2 separate regions of the Mus musculus genome follow, and region 1 is linked to region 2. A link is a contact called in public Hi-C data. All regions are on one chromosome and are shown on one strand. The core of a region is the stretch at or near the end of the contact, and the rest is flanking DNA. Distances in the headings are between cores, read along the strand shown.

Region 1 (7,777 bases), core at 4,921-7,420, 78 kb before region 2:
TCTTGCCAGCCCCCTGATTAAACTTTTAAACTGGATAAATGTACATTTGTATATTTCAAAAGTGGATCTGCGCAAAGCCAAAAGAGGAAAAGTTCAAAACCAGCCTGGGCTACAGTTCCAGGTTAGCCTGGGACATAGAGTACAACAACTTATAGTCCCCAAGGCTCAGCCTTTCCGTTTTATAAGAGGTCCCGGATTCTGGAGACTCAGTCTTCCAACTGCTGGAATGAAGCCCTGGGGGCAGGGTGCTGGGGACCTAGCGTAGCCTCTCAGTCCTAGCAGCCCAAGGGGAGGTGTTGGGTTTTGTCTCTGATGTAGTGAAAGAACAGCACCTTCTATAATAGGGACAATCTATTGGCATATAGGTAACCACGCAGGCAAAACCATCACTTTACTCAGGAGTAGAGGAAGGTTGAATCTGATGTTCAAGGACAGGATCCTCAACACATTGAGTTTGGGGCCAGCCTGGACTACATGAGACACACATTTACCAAAAACAAACAAACAAACAACAACAACAACAAAACCATGTCATTAATAAAGATGACTTTCATTACTTTAAATTCTAGACCATTCAGGGTAAAGACAGATGACTTGGGCCTTAAAAGCCTGTTTTATTATTCTACTTCAATTTCTCAGACACAGTAGCTCAGGGTAGTCATTTTAGAATAATGGCACCCACAATATCTGTCTCACCACAGACACACCCTTTAAAACACTGGCTCAAGGAGCTGGAGAGATGGCTGAGCGACTAAGAGCACGTGTTGCTCTTGCAGAGGACCTGGGTTCAGTTCCCAACACCCATCTGGTGGCTCACAGCCATTTGTAATTCCAGTGCCAAGAGATCTAATGCCCTCTTCTGACCTCTGGCAACACCAGATGTGACAACTGTGGTGTATATAGATATATATATGGGCAAATCACTTGCCCATATGTACATTAGAATAAATTATATGTTAGTGACTCATAACTCCTGCAGTCAAATAGAAGCACGTCCTGAAAGACTTGACAAGGGTCTCCAGCTCCCTACCTCCTGGGGACACTAGCCTCACCTAGCTTTCGGTAGCCCTGTTGTTTTCAGCTTTGGACTCACTGAGGAGGAGAAAACATAGAAAGGTTAATTCAGGGCTGCCAAGAAGGCACAGAATGTGAGGTGCTTGTGGCCTAACCAGATGACATGAGTTCAATGTTCAGGCCCCACATGGTAAGAGGAGACAACTCCTATACTTGTTCTCTGACCTCCAGGTATGTATATGCATGTGTGCACATGCACATGCACACACACACACACACACACACACACACACACACACATACAAATATGTAATCATTTATTTAAAAATAAAGGTTGGGGGACTGGAGAGATGGCTCAGCAGTTAAGAGTGCTGGCTGCTCCTCCAGGTTCTGAGTTCAATTCTCAGCACCCATGTGGTGGCCCATCTGTAATGAGATCTGATGCCCTCTTCTGGCACGCAGGCATACATGCAGGTAGAGCACTGCACACATAATTAATTAATTAATTAATTCAGAGGCATTCTGATTGCTAAACTTGGTCAGCATGTTGGCTGCAGAAACCAAGATTTACCAGAGCAACGGAAGTCTATTAGTCATTGGTCACCCATGGTCTGTCAGCAACTGAATGAAAATAAACCTGCAGAGACCAGAGATTATAGACACACAATTGAGAAAAAGAGAAGCCAATCTTACTGTCCCCAGGAGCAGTCTTAAACCAGGAACTAGGGAAATAACACAGGAAGCCATTTCCCCTTACAATTTGCATATGAAGAATAACTATAGGACTTCTAGTTTTACTGAAGTACAACATAGATAAAACCTAGGCTGGGGCATTTAAATGTTATAACTCTTGGGCTGAGTCTGCAAAAGTCCGGCTTGCTCTGGCAAGGCCCTGGGTTCAATCCTAGGCAAGAGGAGGAGGAGGAGGAGGAGGAAGAAACAGAAGATCAGCTTTAGTTCCCAGAGGCTGGAGAGATGACTCAGAGGCTAAGAGCACTGGCAGAGGACCAGAGGGATCCCAGAACCCACCGCAGGGAACCCACATCTAGCTTCCACCGGCATGAATGCTGGAGGGTGAACACACAATTTTAATTTAAAACAAACAAAAAAGCTTACCTCTTATGTGACCTCATGACAGAGTTCAACAGAAGAGTTGCTTTGGGGCACTCTTAGAAATAACGGCTAACTAAAGTCAGCAGAACGAGGGGCTCAGGACTGTAGCCCAGCATCCTGCCCAAAACTCTAGGTTCACGTTCTAGCATCCAAAAAAATAAGTAAATAAAAATTTGGACAGTATAGAGATGCCATGATGTTAATACATATAACATGTATTTCAGGAAAAAAAAATTAAACTGAATAGAATGGTGGATCCTAACTGTAATTTCAGTCTTCAGAAGATCACCAAGGGTTTGAGGCCACCCTAGGTTTAATAGTGAGTTTGAGGCCAGCCTGGGCTAATGAGTTGATTTCTTGTCTAAAAAACCAAAACAGCAAAAACCCCAAGCCAACTGATGTACCAAATATGTAGCATCTGATATAAATATTTGAATATATATATATATATATATACATATATATATATATATATATGTAAGGATCCTAGCACTCGGGAGGCACAGGCAGGTGGATTTCTGAGTTCCAGCCCAGCCTGGTCTACAAAGTGAGTTCCAGGACAGCCAGGGCTATACAGAGAAACCCTGTCTTGAAAAACCAACAAAACAAAACAAAACAAGGATAAAAGTCTTTAATGATCAATTCTATAATAAGAAGGAAAAAAGGATATCATTCTATCTAAAGACGGAAAACTGTCGGGCAATGGTGGCACATGCCTTTAATGCCAGCACTTGGGAAGCAGAAGCAGGCAAATTTCTGAGTTCGAGGCCAGTCTGGTCTACAAAGTGAGTTCCAGGACAGCCAGGGCTACACAGAGAAACCCTGTCTCAAGAAAAACACAAAAATAAAAAATAAAAAAATAAAAAAAGAGGGGAAAAACTATATACTACATAGCAAACCTCCTCAAAATGTCTACAGATCCATCAAGATTATATATTCATGATGTAATCCATAAGTAACTCTGTGAATGTTTCATCTGACCCCACCCCCCAATAGGGGGTGTGTGTTCATGTAGCCTAGATTGAATCAGCTTCAAAATCACAGTGGTCCTCAGACTCCTGAATGCTGGGATTGCAAATGCAAGTCTCCACACCCAGCCAGACCTCTCTCTTTCTAAAGAGCAAACAGGTCTTCAAATCTGATTTTCCTCCTAAATCATTTGCTCAATCTACTAAGTACTAGAGAGACTGTCATTATCTGATACACAAAACGAATCCTCATGAGGTTAAAAGTGAAGCCGGAGAAGGGGACAGCTGGCATTCACCAATGAGATCCCAAGGGCCAGGACCACCACTTCTTCCATCAGCTCTTGCCAAGTTCCTGATGTTTCGCGCCATGCACCTTGCCTCACACAGGGGACAGTTTGTCAGGAAATCGGGTAAGCCCTTCGCCTTGTGGAGCATGGTAGTTAAAAAGCCCCTAAGTCCACAAAGGTAGAAACTGCGGATAGGGGACAAGGGGCTAAGGAGACGAGAGTGATGGAAGCCTCTAAGGTCAGGCATTGGAACTTAAGATAGGCCGGGCGTGGTGGAAAGAGTAAGAGAGGACTTAGAGGTGCTGAATCATTCTTAATTCTGAGATCCTACTGAAAAGTCTTAGGTCTTCAACCCTAGGTAACCTGTGGGTGGAAGGAAGTAACATACACGTATGTGTGCAGCAAGCACGTGCATGTGGATCGATCCATCTTCAAATTGATAACTGGGAAGCGGGCCAACAAATTAATGGTGTCACCAAGTCATCTTTTAAAAGAGACTGCTTGGATGTTTCAAGATGGCGGTTGATGGCGAGGGGGAGGGGGGATGCAGGCTACGGGATGGCGTGGAAGGAAGAAAAGAAAGGTTCATAACTTACTGTAAACAGATAATAAACCTTGACGTCATATAAAAACCAAAGTTAAAAAAAAAGTCTCCTGACTGCAGATTTTTAGCAATTATATCTTAAAATGACTATATTTCCAAACTGGAGCTATGTTGATGGTGATCGCCAGCAAAGCAAGGTGAGGGGCAGTGAGGTGATGAGTCAGCAGATACAGGTGCCTGCTGTGCAAAGCCAGCAGCATGAGTTCCAGCCCCACAACCCACATAAAGGCGGAGGGAGAAAACTAACCGCACAGAGCTGTCCTCTGACCCCCACGCACGCGTGCCAAGGAACAGTTGCCCTGACCACCACCTGCCCAATGTACCCACAAACTAAGCACTAAGGGCAGGTGTACTCAAAGAAGTTTCCAAAGAGTGTTACACGGAGTATTAAAATGTAAATGAGGCATCCAAAAGATGGAGACTGACTGGATGGCAGAAGTCTCTCAGAAGACCTGCGCATCTGAGGCAGTGAGGACTTTGGACTTTATAAGTGGTGATGAGTTAAACACTGGAGGCAGGAACTGTTAAGAGAGGCCACCCAGCCTACATTATACTAGGCAACATAAAGAGCTCAAAGCCATCAGGTCCCACCTCTGTTAGATTTACCTGGAACTCAGTGTTTTATTCTCACACAAAGATGTTTCCACTTCCTGACCCATTTCTAAAGGTCCTCGCTGCTCTCTATCACCAAATTCTGAAATTGGTTGGTTTTTCCTTTAAGTTGTTTGGTTGTTCAACACGTTTCTGTAAAACTATCTTAAATCCACCCGAGCGAACTCTTGCTCACAAACACGTGCTGGAAAACAGCCAACAGGCAATGTTGCCATCCGGGCGTGGCTATGAAATCATTTGAGAGGCTGAGGCAGGAGGACTGCCACTAGTTGGGCTAGCTAGTGAGTTCCAAACCAGCCCTGGGCTACAGAGTGAGACCCAGTCTTAAAACAAGTAAGCAAATTAATTAATTAACAACCCTAAACAATAACAAAACAAAAGGAACAGAAGTAAAATACAATAATGAGAGCAAGACACAAAGGTAAAGGCTGTGATGGGCAGGGCAGGGTCAAATATTCCAGTCTCAAACTAAGCATCCCTATAAAATGCAGTATATCTAGAGCTTTACAGTGGACTCGACAGAAAGAGTGCAAGGAACGCTTACTTAAGCCTTTTCCTACATCCGTGCAGAACTTCTAACTCCAATGTTTGTTTATCCAACTGAGTCCACAGGCAGTAAACTGTGAGAAAGGGAGACAGGACTCCAGGAGCTTTGCCTATCCCTCCATTCGTGCTTCTGCTCCGGTTCTCTCTGTCTGGAAGAGAGCTACATGCATGGCTCTCTGCATTAGCTAGGCGGTGTCCCAGGCGCTGCCGCAGGACTCTGGGTACCAGACCTGGTGGCCCGGGTGGAAGCTGGTATCAAGGCCAACACTGGGCGGGGAACCTAGAACCTAGGTTTGCCCTGCTTCAAAGCAGGTCCCGACTTCCCCACTCTGGGACCTGGGATCTAGGGGTGTGTAAAGTGGCTTAAGAAGCCTGGCCGTGGTCAATTCTTACGGATGCCCCACCGGCCATCCCCCAGGCTGCCAGCCCACCGGAAGAGAGAAGAAAGACTAGAGAACGGCGGTCAGGGCAGATATGATGGTTGCAGAAGGGCTGGCTAGGTCGCCGCCCTTAGAGACCCTCCACAAAGATGCCAGCCCCGCCCCGGTGCAAAAGACCCCAGAGACTGCACAGGGCTGCGCTCGAGTTTGCAGATGGGCTGTACCGGCGGGAAGTTGTGGCAGGCGGAAACCGCCGGGACGCCCCATCTCCATCCCGCCCCACCCGGGCAGGTGGCTGCAGCTTACCTTGGTGGCGGGGTCCGCGTCAGCGGGATCTCCAGCTGCTCCCGACGCTTCCGCTGCGGGCCCATGGCCACTGAGCTCCAGCTCGCTCGGCGTGTCGCTCTCCGCCGGCTGCTCGGGGCTCCGCTGCTCGGTGGAACTGCCTGCACCCATGGCTCAGTGGCTTTCCTACTCTCGCCGGCTAGCCGTCTTCCTGGGACCGCGGAGAAGCAGAGGGGCGAGGAGATGTGCGCCCAGGACCACAGGGACTAAGGGGTGAGGAGCACCCGCTCTCCACGATCCTGCTGAGAACACACCCGGACTGAGAATGAAGGGGACGCGCTCGTGGCAAACTCCTTAAAAGAAAAAAAAAAAAAAAAAGCCACCTCGTAGCCTCCTCCCCCCTCCTTGTTTTTCCCTCCCTTCATCACATGAGCACAGCCCAGACACGCCTTGCAGCATCTCCCCCTAGGCTGCTAGGACCAGAGGCTCCGACACCAGGCCCCCAGCAGCCCACCCCGCCCCCAGGGCTTCTCGGGTCATTAAAGGGGGACGAGGGGTTTGGGGTCTGTCCCAGGGCTGCAGAAGGTTCAGGAGCAGCAAAGAAGGGGGCGGGGGCAAAAGCTTTGTTTTTTTAATGTAATGATTGATAACCCAAGGTTGGATCTTCTGCAGACTAAGGATTTACATTTGACCAGGCGGGAACCCAAATCCCCATTTGCTTTTCTTCAGGTTGGGTTTGACTTTAAGCATTTGTTTCTAGCTTTCTCTCCTTCAGCCGGAGAAAGGAAGCCCTCCTGGGCTGCTCCTGAGCCTGGCCATATTAGGGCGGCTCACGTGGCAGGAGCTGGGAAACCCAGAGGTTGATGCAGTCAGGCCACCGCTGAGGTGGGCCCAGCGTCCCCATGATCCCAGCCAGTGATGTCAGCTGATGCCATCAACAGAACTCGCCGCCCTCTTTCCCCGGGGAACGCGCGGGGAAATGAAGCTGTTACTGGAAATGTGCCTGTCCTTTGAGCGTCTGATGCTGAAGGTTACACATCCAGGCCATTCGTCTCTCTCCCGACGCTTAAACACCACATTGGCTTAGGTCTGCTTAGTCGCCATCGGCATTATCAAAACACGAAGATTTCTCTCGTACTAGCAAAGAAAGGGCCTGTCTGTTTTCTTCCTCCACTTGATTAAATACTCATTGTATTAACATGGCAGCCAATAAGTCTTAAATTGAAATTTTGTTAGATTACCCGTCACTAAGCATTAAAATGCTAGGGGGAAAAGATGAAATGATGTCAGGTGAGCCCGGTGCCATGATTCGTGTCTGAAATCCTGATGCTTCAGTGGCTGAAGTTGGAGGGTTAGCTTGAGCCTGAGGCCTGCATGGGGTAGGTAGTGAGTGAGTTTCAGCCAAGTCTGAGAGCCACAAAGCGAGGCTCTGTGGATGAGTGAAGGAATTAGTGATTTAAAATCAGTAAGAGCATTGAATCTAGATGCCAGATAAATATCTTGTCCCTAGATTTGATACAGGTTACTTGAGTATCAATGAAAACATTAATTTAGCTAATAACACTTGGTCCTTATTCATGGTCATTTAAGTGTTTATTGGGAACAACTCGGTTTTTCAGGATAAAATTTGGTTTCTCCACTTATTTCGGAAGGCCAGTTTCTTTGGGGTTCATTCATTTAGAAACAGACTTTCAAGTTGCTTTTAGTTATTTGTAAGTGTGTCACCTATCTCAATTTGTCTTGTTTGTTGAGAAAGAATTTCTCACAATCTAGTTCAGGCTAGCCATAAGTGTTGTAGCCAAGTCTCTGGAGGGAAGACAGTATAGACTTGTGAGACTGAGACCACACCCTACTTCAATTTAATTTTTGAATATTTAGAGAACATTAGCATCTCCCCTCCCCCACCCCTTACAGTGCTGAGGGGTGGGGGATGGAACCCAAGGCCTTGTGCACTCTGAGACAAACACT
Region 2 (7,323 bases), core at 3,936-6,435:
CACCTGATTTAGTTTTCGATAATCAACTGTCATTCTCCATGATCCATCTGTTTTCTGCACTGGCCAGATAGGAGAGTTAAACGGAGATGTGGTGGGAACCACCACCCCTGCATCTTTCAAGTCCTTGATAGTGGCAGTAATTTCTGCAATTCCTCCAGGAATACGATACTGTTTTTGATTCACTATTTTCTTTGGCAGAGGCAACTCTAAAGGCTTCCATTTGGCCTTTCCAACCATAATAGCCCTCACTCTACAGTTCAGGGAACCAATATGAGAATTCTGCCAATTTCTGAGTATATCTATCCCAATTATACATTCTGGAACTGGGGAAATCACCACAGGATGTGTCCGGGGACCTACTGGACCTACTGTGAGTCGGACATCAGTCAAAACTCCATTAATCACCTGCCCTCCATAAGCCCCTACTTTAACTGGAGGGCCACAATGTTTCTTGGGATCCCCTGGGATCAGTGTCAACTCAGAACCAGTATCCAGCAGACCCCGAAAAGTCTGATTATTTCCTTTTCCCCAGTGTACAGTTACCCTTGTAAAAGGCCGTAGGTCCCTCTGGGGAAGAACTGGAGAAAGGGTAACAGCAAAACCTTTGAGTGTCTTATCAAGATCCTTCCTCAGTGGAACCTGGCCACCCCTTCATTCAAGGGGTTCTGGATCTGCAAACTGTCTCAAGTCTGGAAATTGATTCACTGGCCGAGATTGCTGTTTACCACGATCTAATGTAGCCTTTCTTTCATTTGGCTGTTTACCACGATCTAATGTAGCCTTTCTTTCATTTGTTTGAGAATTTTTCTGCTTATACAGATCAAACAAATATGCAGTAGGCTTCCTATGTATTTCATTCCTGGAAACACCATGATTGGTTAGCCAGTACCAAAGGTCCAACCGAGTCATGCCATTATAAATTTCACCTCTCCTGTGCTGACCATTACTGGGTATGTTATTATAAACATTCTTTTGTCTACGCTGTCCATTATAATAACTAGAATCACCTTGTCTCGGGCGATTCAATGCTGCCACCTGGCCCTTGTTACCTCGGAATCCAACTAAACCCAGTGAATTTAATTCATCTAATTGAGCAGAAGCATCTCCAATGCTAAGATCTGGCACAAGGAAAAGGGAAAGAACAAAACCCTTCAAATGTGCTGGTGCCCCTCTCACCAATTTGCGTCTTATAGAGCTGGTGAAAGGCATATCTTCTGGACCTTCCCATTGTGGACAATTATGCTTTACACAATATTATCCACTCTAGCATTGCAATTTCCCTAAGTCTTAAAATCCCTTCATCAACACTAAGCCATGGAATATCAGGCATCTCCAAGTCATTTCCAGTAGGCCATCTTTTGATAAACACCTCAGCCAACCATTCAAACAAACTTTTGACACCTTTTTTAACTATGCGAGCTTCCGTATTAAACCTAGAATCTCTACTCAGAGGACCCATGTCAATAAACTCAGCCTGCTCTAGTTTTATGTTCCTTCCACCCTTATCCCACACCCTTAAAATCCATTCCCACACATATTCACCAGGTTTCTGCTTGAATGAATTAGCAAACTCATTAAGCTCCTTAGTAGTGTAGCGAATTTCCTCATGGACTACACTTTCTACCTCCCCTCTAGGAGCCTGTTTTGCTTTGAGTCTGGTTACAGGTCTAGAAGAAACTATTGGTGGGCCGTGAGCAGACTCTGCAAAATTAATTTCCTCATGTGGGGAAGGCATTATTTCAAGAGGTGGGGCTGAGGGTACTACTTCCTCAGGTAGGGCAAACCCTTGAGAATCTGAGGATTCAAAATTCTCAGCTTCAACATGGTCTTCCCACACATCCCCATCCCATGTTGTAGGATCCCATTCTTTGCCAATTAGAGCCCTTACTTTAACTGTCGACACACTCTGAGGCTGAGACTTGAATTTTCGCTGTAGTTCAGCCAACCTTACAATGAGAGTTTCTGTTTGATTTTCTGCAACTTGAGCTCTATTGCTACAAGAGAGAAGATTCTCCTCAAGGACACACTTAGCAACTTTTAGATCGTTTACTTGTGTCTGGAGCCTTTCGATTTTATCACACAACTCCTTCCTTTCATTCATCATTTTTTCCACAGATACTAAGAGCAGCCAGCCAGTAAAATCATTTTTCGATTTTTTCCCCATCTTGTAGAAAGCTTTGTGCACTGAATCACCTAATTCATTAAGAAAATCAAGGGCATTAGCTTCTTTAAGTTCGGAATATAGTTTCAACCATGGGTCTTCAAAATTCTCTGAGCTCCCAGGAGGGAGAGAATCTGTAGAGGTTTCAATAGTTGAAAGTGCTGGTGGATCAACAAGCCAATTCCAGAATTTTAAAAGATTCATCCTTGTACTTCTGTTACTCTAGAACCACTCCTGGTACCAACTTCTGTATTAGTCAGGGTTCTCTAGAGTCACAGAACTTATGGATAGTCTCTAGATAATAAAGGAATTTATTGATGACTTACAGTCGGCAGCTCAATTCCCAACAATCGTTCAGTCACAGCTGTGAATGGAAGTCCAAGGATCTAGCAGTTACTCAGTCTCACGCAGCAAGCAGGCGAAGGAGCAGGAGCAAGAGCTAGACTCCCTTCTTCCAATGTCCTTATATTGTCTCCAGCAAAAGGTGTAGCCCAGATTAAAGGTGTGTTCCACCACACCTTTAATCCCAGATGAAAGGCATAGCCCAGATTAAAGGTGTGTTCCTTAACTCGGAGATTCAATCTTCTGGAATCCATAGCCACTATGGCTCAAGATCTTCAAACCAAGATCCAGATAAGGATCTCCAAGCCTCCAGATAAGGGTCACTGGTGAGCCTTCCAATTCCGGATTGTAGTTCATTCCAAATATTGTCAAGTTGACAACCAGGAATAGCCACTACAGGTACAGACTAACATCTCTCTCCAAGTATTTTCTCTTTGTGCTTGCTAGAATTCATGGATTCTGGTGGAGAGCTAACCTTGCTGGCCAAAGCACTCCCATAATTCCCTACTCCTTTGGAGCGCTGGTTGCTGGCTCTAAGGTCCCGCATGAAAAGTCTCCCTACACCTAGCCCTGCTTTCCTGTGCTGATCCTTCCAGTCTCCTTAATTTAAACATTGATTTCCTAAGCAGAGCAAGGAAAAGACCTTTGAATTTGTCGCCCTTTTGTGCAAACTTCTAAGAGCAGCATAGCTACACAACAGAGAGACAGGCTATCGGGGTCTCCAGAGACAGTATCCATGGTCTGTCAATGAAGGGGGCCCAGCAACCACCTCCCACAGAGGAGAGGGACTGCTGATGTTGACTGTCTGATTTGGGAGTAGACCAAGTCTCGAGTGCTTGTGTAAGGATGGAGGAGCCAATGTGGATGTGTATCTTTGGCATGGACACACCCACACAGCCATGTTAAGACCCTCAGGGCCTGGCTCAGACCCATGGAGTGGCAAAGCCTTCCTCAGGTGAGGCTCGAAGGGATGGTAAAGCTATCCTCCGGTCCTCCGTCCTCAGGTCCTTCGGTCCAAAGGTGAATGTTGACAGCGTGTAAAGAAACTATCGGTCACAGGTTCTTCCTCCTGGGTGACTGCAAGCTGGGATTGCTCCCCACCAGGGACCTCCTACTAAGATTAGCTAAACCTGCCTTCTCGTTCAGCTCTATGCTACAAACCTACCTCCTTCCTTATTCAGTTGTATCCAATAAAGCTGCCTCCTCTATTCATGTGCACAAAATAAACGAGGCTTCCAGATTGTAGCTGGTGCCCTCTCTCAGAGAAATACAGCCCACCACCTGTCCCCAGCTTTTCTGTACGTGTGTCTGTCCTTCCTTCATTCCCTCAGGACCCCAGTTCCATCAATTCCTGAAGCCGTGCAGTTCTCAACAGCCTGACTGTTCTTGAGTCTACAAGTCTGACAGCTCCCTTTCAGCCATGTGCCCTGGAAGCCTGAGGACAATGTGGCCAGGGCAGCGGGCAGGATGAGGAGCTGGGGGCGTTTGGGGGGTCACGTCTACCGCCAATCCTGGGCTCATAGATCCCTCCTCCCACCTTCTGTCCAGTATTGCCACCATCTTCATCCTTTGTTCTGTCTCTTTCCTCTCAGATGATATTGTCTTTTCTATGCCAGGGTGATCTCAGCCAATCCTTCTGTAACATCGGCTTCCAAGTCTGCCACACCCTCACCTCAATACATAAATACAAAGAAAAAAAAAAAGGAAAAGGATTGCCTTCTATGCTAGATCCTAAGGGCTGATGGCCCAGGTAGGAGAGCGCTCCCAGCAGAGAGCACAGGATGCCCCGACACTCAGAAATAAGGCAGTGCCTATGGTGTCTATGCCTCAAGGAGAAGCAGGAGGATTGAAGGGAGACGAATTTTCATGTAAATTGCCCAGATGGGCCTATGCTTGTCCCTGTGCACCATAAAATCACTCCGTTTTCTATTTTGTGCCAATTACCAGATCAGGCTCATGTCTGTGTTCCAGAGTCACGACTCCTCTGACAGTTACTCCATTTGAACTTAAATAGCAATTTCAAGTTAATTTGAAAATTGATTAGGTCAGGCATTTTCACAGACGTGATTTTTGCCTTTTGGGAATATGGGAGTTGGGGGAGGGGGGAGGGTCAAAGATCCTTGTATATTTTATGGATTAGGATGTATTTGTGAAAACAGGCTTTCCAGTCAGTTAACATCACCCACTGGAGGAGTCTAACGGTGACCACTGTCAAAGAGCAGGGTTTATAGGAGACACCGCTAGAGACTTTTCTTCCAGCATTTGAGTGTGAGAGGGTCAGGCTGATTGCGCTGCAGATGCTCAGCCACTCCAGGACACAGACATATCTGTTGCAGATGATCACTGCTGATTGCCCGGCTAAATCAATTAGAGTCGCTGACAGTAATTTTCACATCCTCCAGATGAAGGACACAGCGAGGGATGGCGCCGAGGGACTTCTCTTTCCTACCCGAATGTCAAAGTCTAGAGGTCGTCAGTATTAGATTCTCCGCAGCTCCAGCAGCTTCCCAGATGCTCGAAGGCCATGCTCACTTGCCTGCAGGTCTGCATGTTACCCGGCATGCCAAAGCAGCTACCACTTGCCTCAAAGTTCTCCCTCCCTCAGACATCATTGCCTTGGTCCTTGCTGATGAAGCAGAGGTCTGGGATTCTTTATCTCCATTGGTCCCGCCTACGGGCACCCGTCCAAGAATCATGCACTCCGCTCCAGGCAGCAGCCCTTGCCAAGGCTAAACATCAGGATCACCAGAGGGGCTTTTAAAGAAATGACTTCAGGCTCTCCCAGAGAAGCCGAGTCAGCACATCTGGGGACAGGGTGGGGTGTTTTAAGAATCCAGAGGGCTTCTCAAAGGTGATTTGAGGGTTACAAGGATTGAGGAGCCACTGTCCTAAAAATGTCATCGCCTTGGTTACATCCCCAACACCTCCATTCAATGCCTGTGTTTGAGTCTACCTCTAACCCTCATGGCCTTGACAAAGCATCCATTTTAGTGCCTAGTGCTCTTAGGAATTTTGCTGGACTAGCCAATGTTCCCTAGAATGAACCAGAAGAATGAATGTCATATATGAAGTAAAATTTATTAGCTTGGCCTACATGATGGGAACTAGAGAGTTAGCCAAAGTCTGACTCTATGTTGGAAGGACTGTTCGGTCCATGAAGCTGGACTCAATCTGGGGCTGAAGGCCTGGAGCGTCTCTAGAAAGCCACTGGTCCTCAGTCCATGTTGACCGTAGGCTGCTATGCTACTGAAAATGGGGGAGGGGTGGGCATCCCATGTGACTGTATACATTTGGCTTTCCTTGGGTCCAAAGTTGGAAGTAGGAACAAAAGGCTACCATGGATCAAGTCCCAGCTCTTTGGAGCAGTTGGCCAAACTGGGATTTGAACTCGTGACCTTTGGAAGAGCAGTCGGTGCTGTTAACCGCTGAGCTATCTCTTCAGCCCCAAAGTAAATAAACTCTTTTTTTTTGTTTGTTTTTGTTTGTTTGTTTGTTTGTTTGAGACAGGGTTTCTCTGTGTAGCCCTGGCTGTCCTGGAACTCACTCTGTAGACCAGGCTGGCCTTGAACTCAGAAATCTGCCTGCTTCTGCCTCCCAAGTGCTGGGATTAAAGGCATGCACCACCACTGCCTGTTATATATTTAAGTTAGTGCATGTTGTAGAAATCAGAGGAAAATTTGTGCCAGGTAGTTGTCTCCTTCAACCATGTGAGTCTTGGGGATTGAACCTGCGTCCTCAGGCTTGGCATCAGGCACCTTTATCCACAGAGCCATCTTGTTGGCTCTGCTCTCTCCTCTTTACTTCTTTTTGATTATTTTGAGGCGGGTGTCAGTGAGTTTCTCAGGCTGATTTTTGAACTGTTTCTGCAGCCCAGGCATGTCTTGACCTGGCCATTTTTCCCTCAGTCTCTGGTGCTATCAGGCCTGGCTTATTCCAGTGGCTCTTTACTTGGCCCCAAAATAAAGTCCAGATTGATGGGGACTCCCCCAAATCTTGCCAAATTCTCCTATCAAGACCCTGTGTCTCAGAAAAATGGAGCCAGCTCCCTATTCCTAGTTTACGCTGATTTTCTGATAACCTTTGATTCTGAACTTGGGGCGCTTTCTATGCCCTTGTCTGGATGGGTGGGCAAATGTCACTCTTTACAACCAGAGTTGATGAGTGAAGATGCACACTGTACGGAGTCCGTCTGGACCTTGTAGCTTTCAGCTACAGGATGCTATGTAGTCGTATCATCATCTGTAGGCCAGATTAATAATTCTTACAAGGTCAGTTGGAGAATTTCAAGAGAAAAACACTCATTAAAACATTCCCAGTTGCATGGTGGCAGCGCACGCCTTTAATCCCAGCACTTGGGAGGCAGAGGCAGGCGGATATCTGAGTTCGAGGCCAGCCTGGTCTACAGAGTTCCAGGACAGCCAGAGCTATACAGAGAAACCCTGTCTCAAAAACAAACAAACAAACAAACAAAAAACCCAAAAAACAAAACAAACAAACAAATAAACAAACAATCCCAGCCTATCATCTTCTTTCTGGACATGGGTGGGTAGACAGACATTTACCCCGTGTGAATTCATTGCTATGGTGCCTGTGTACTCATCAATGTTGATGCTTATTAAAATTTAGAAACAGCCAGGTATGGTGGTTCCTGCCTGTAATCCCAGCACTTTGGAGACTGAGGCAGGAGAATCATTAAGAGTGTAAGGTCAGGGGCTGGAGAGATGGCTCAGCTGTTAAGATCTCTTCCGAAGGTCCTGAGTTCAACTCCCAGCCACCTCATGATGACTCACAACCATCTGTAATGAGATCTGATGCCCTCT

The links. Hi-C and Micro-C count contacts between places; a contact is called where the count stands out from the background.
Region 1: a Hi-C map of the N1E-115 cell line shows a contact between it and region 2, with 2.6 times the contacts expected there. The contact joins the promoter of Akap12 here to the enhancer-like site in region 2. A contact is called at or near these places in 7 of 39 promoter capture datasets (the 3T3-L1 cell line, 3T3-L1-derived adipocytes, the C10 cell line and 3 more), 1 of 484 Hi-C or Micro-C datasets (the N1E-115 cell line), 3 of 115 datasets of contacts at active chromatin or transcription factors (embryonic stem cells, epiblast stem cells and stem cell-derived neural progenitor cells) and 3 of 9 other capture datasets (adipose tissue, liver and pancreatic islet).

What each region holds. Positions count from the first base shown.
Region 1 is chr10:4,264,722-4,272,498 of GRCm38.p6, reverse strand. It overlaps Akap12 (A kinase (PRKA) anchor protein (gravin) 12), which reads right to left and starts at 6,170. Exons shown (of 4, transcript NM_031185.3): 1 at 5,831-6,170. The coding sequence starts at 5,980.
Region 2 is chr10:4,186,678-4,194,000 of GRCm38.p6, reverse strand. No RefSeq gene overlaps it. Among named protein-coding and RNA genes, the nearest start is that of Gm25369, 20 kb to the right of the region's middle. Within about 2 kb of position 5,185, at least 19 of the 459 cell types and tissues checked have an H3K27ac peak or open chromatin away from gene starts, as enhancers often do. A contact at or near this core is called in the N1E-115 cell line, where this site is marked.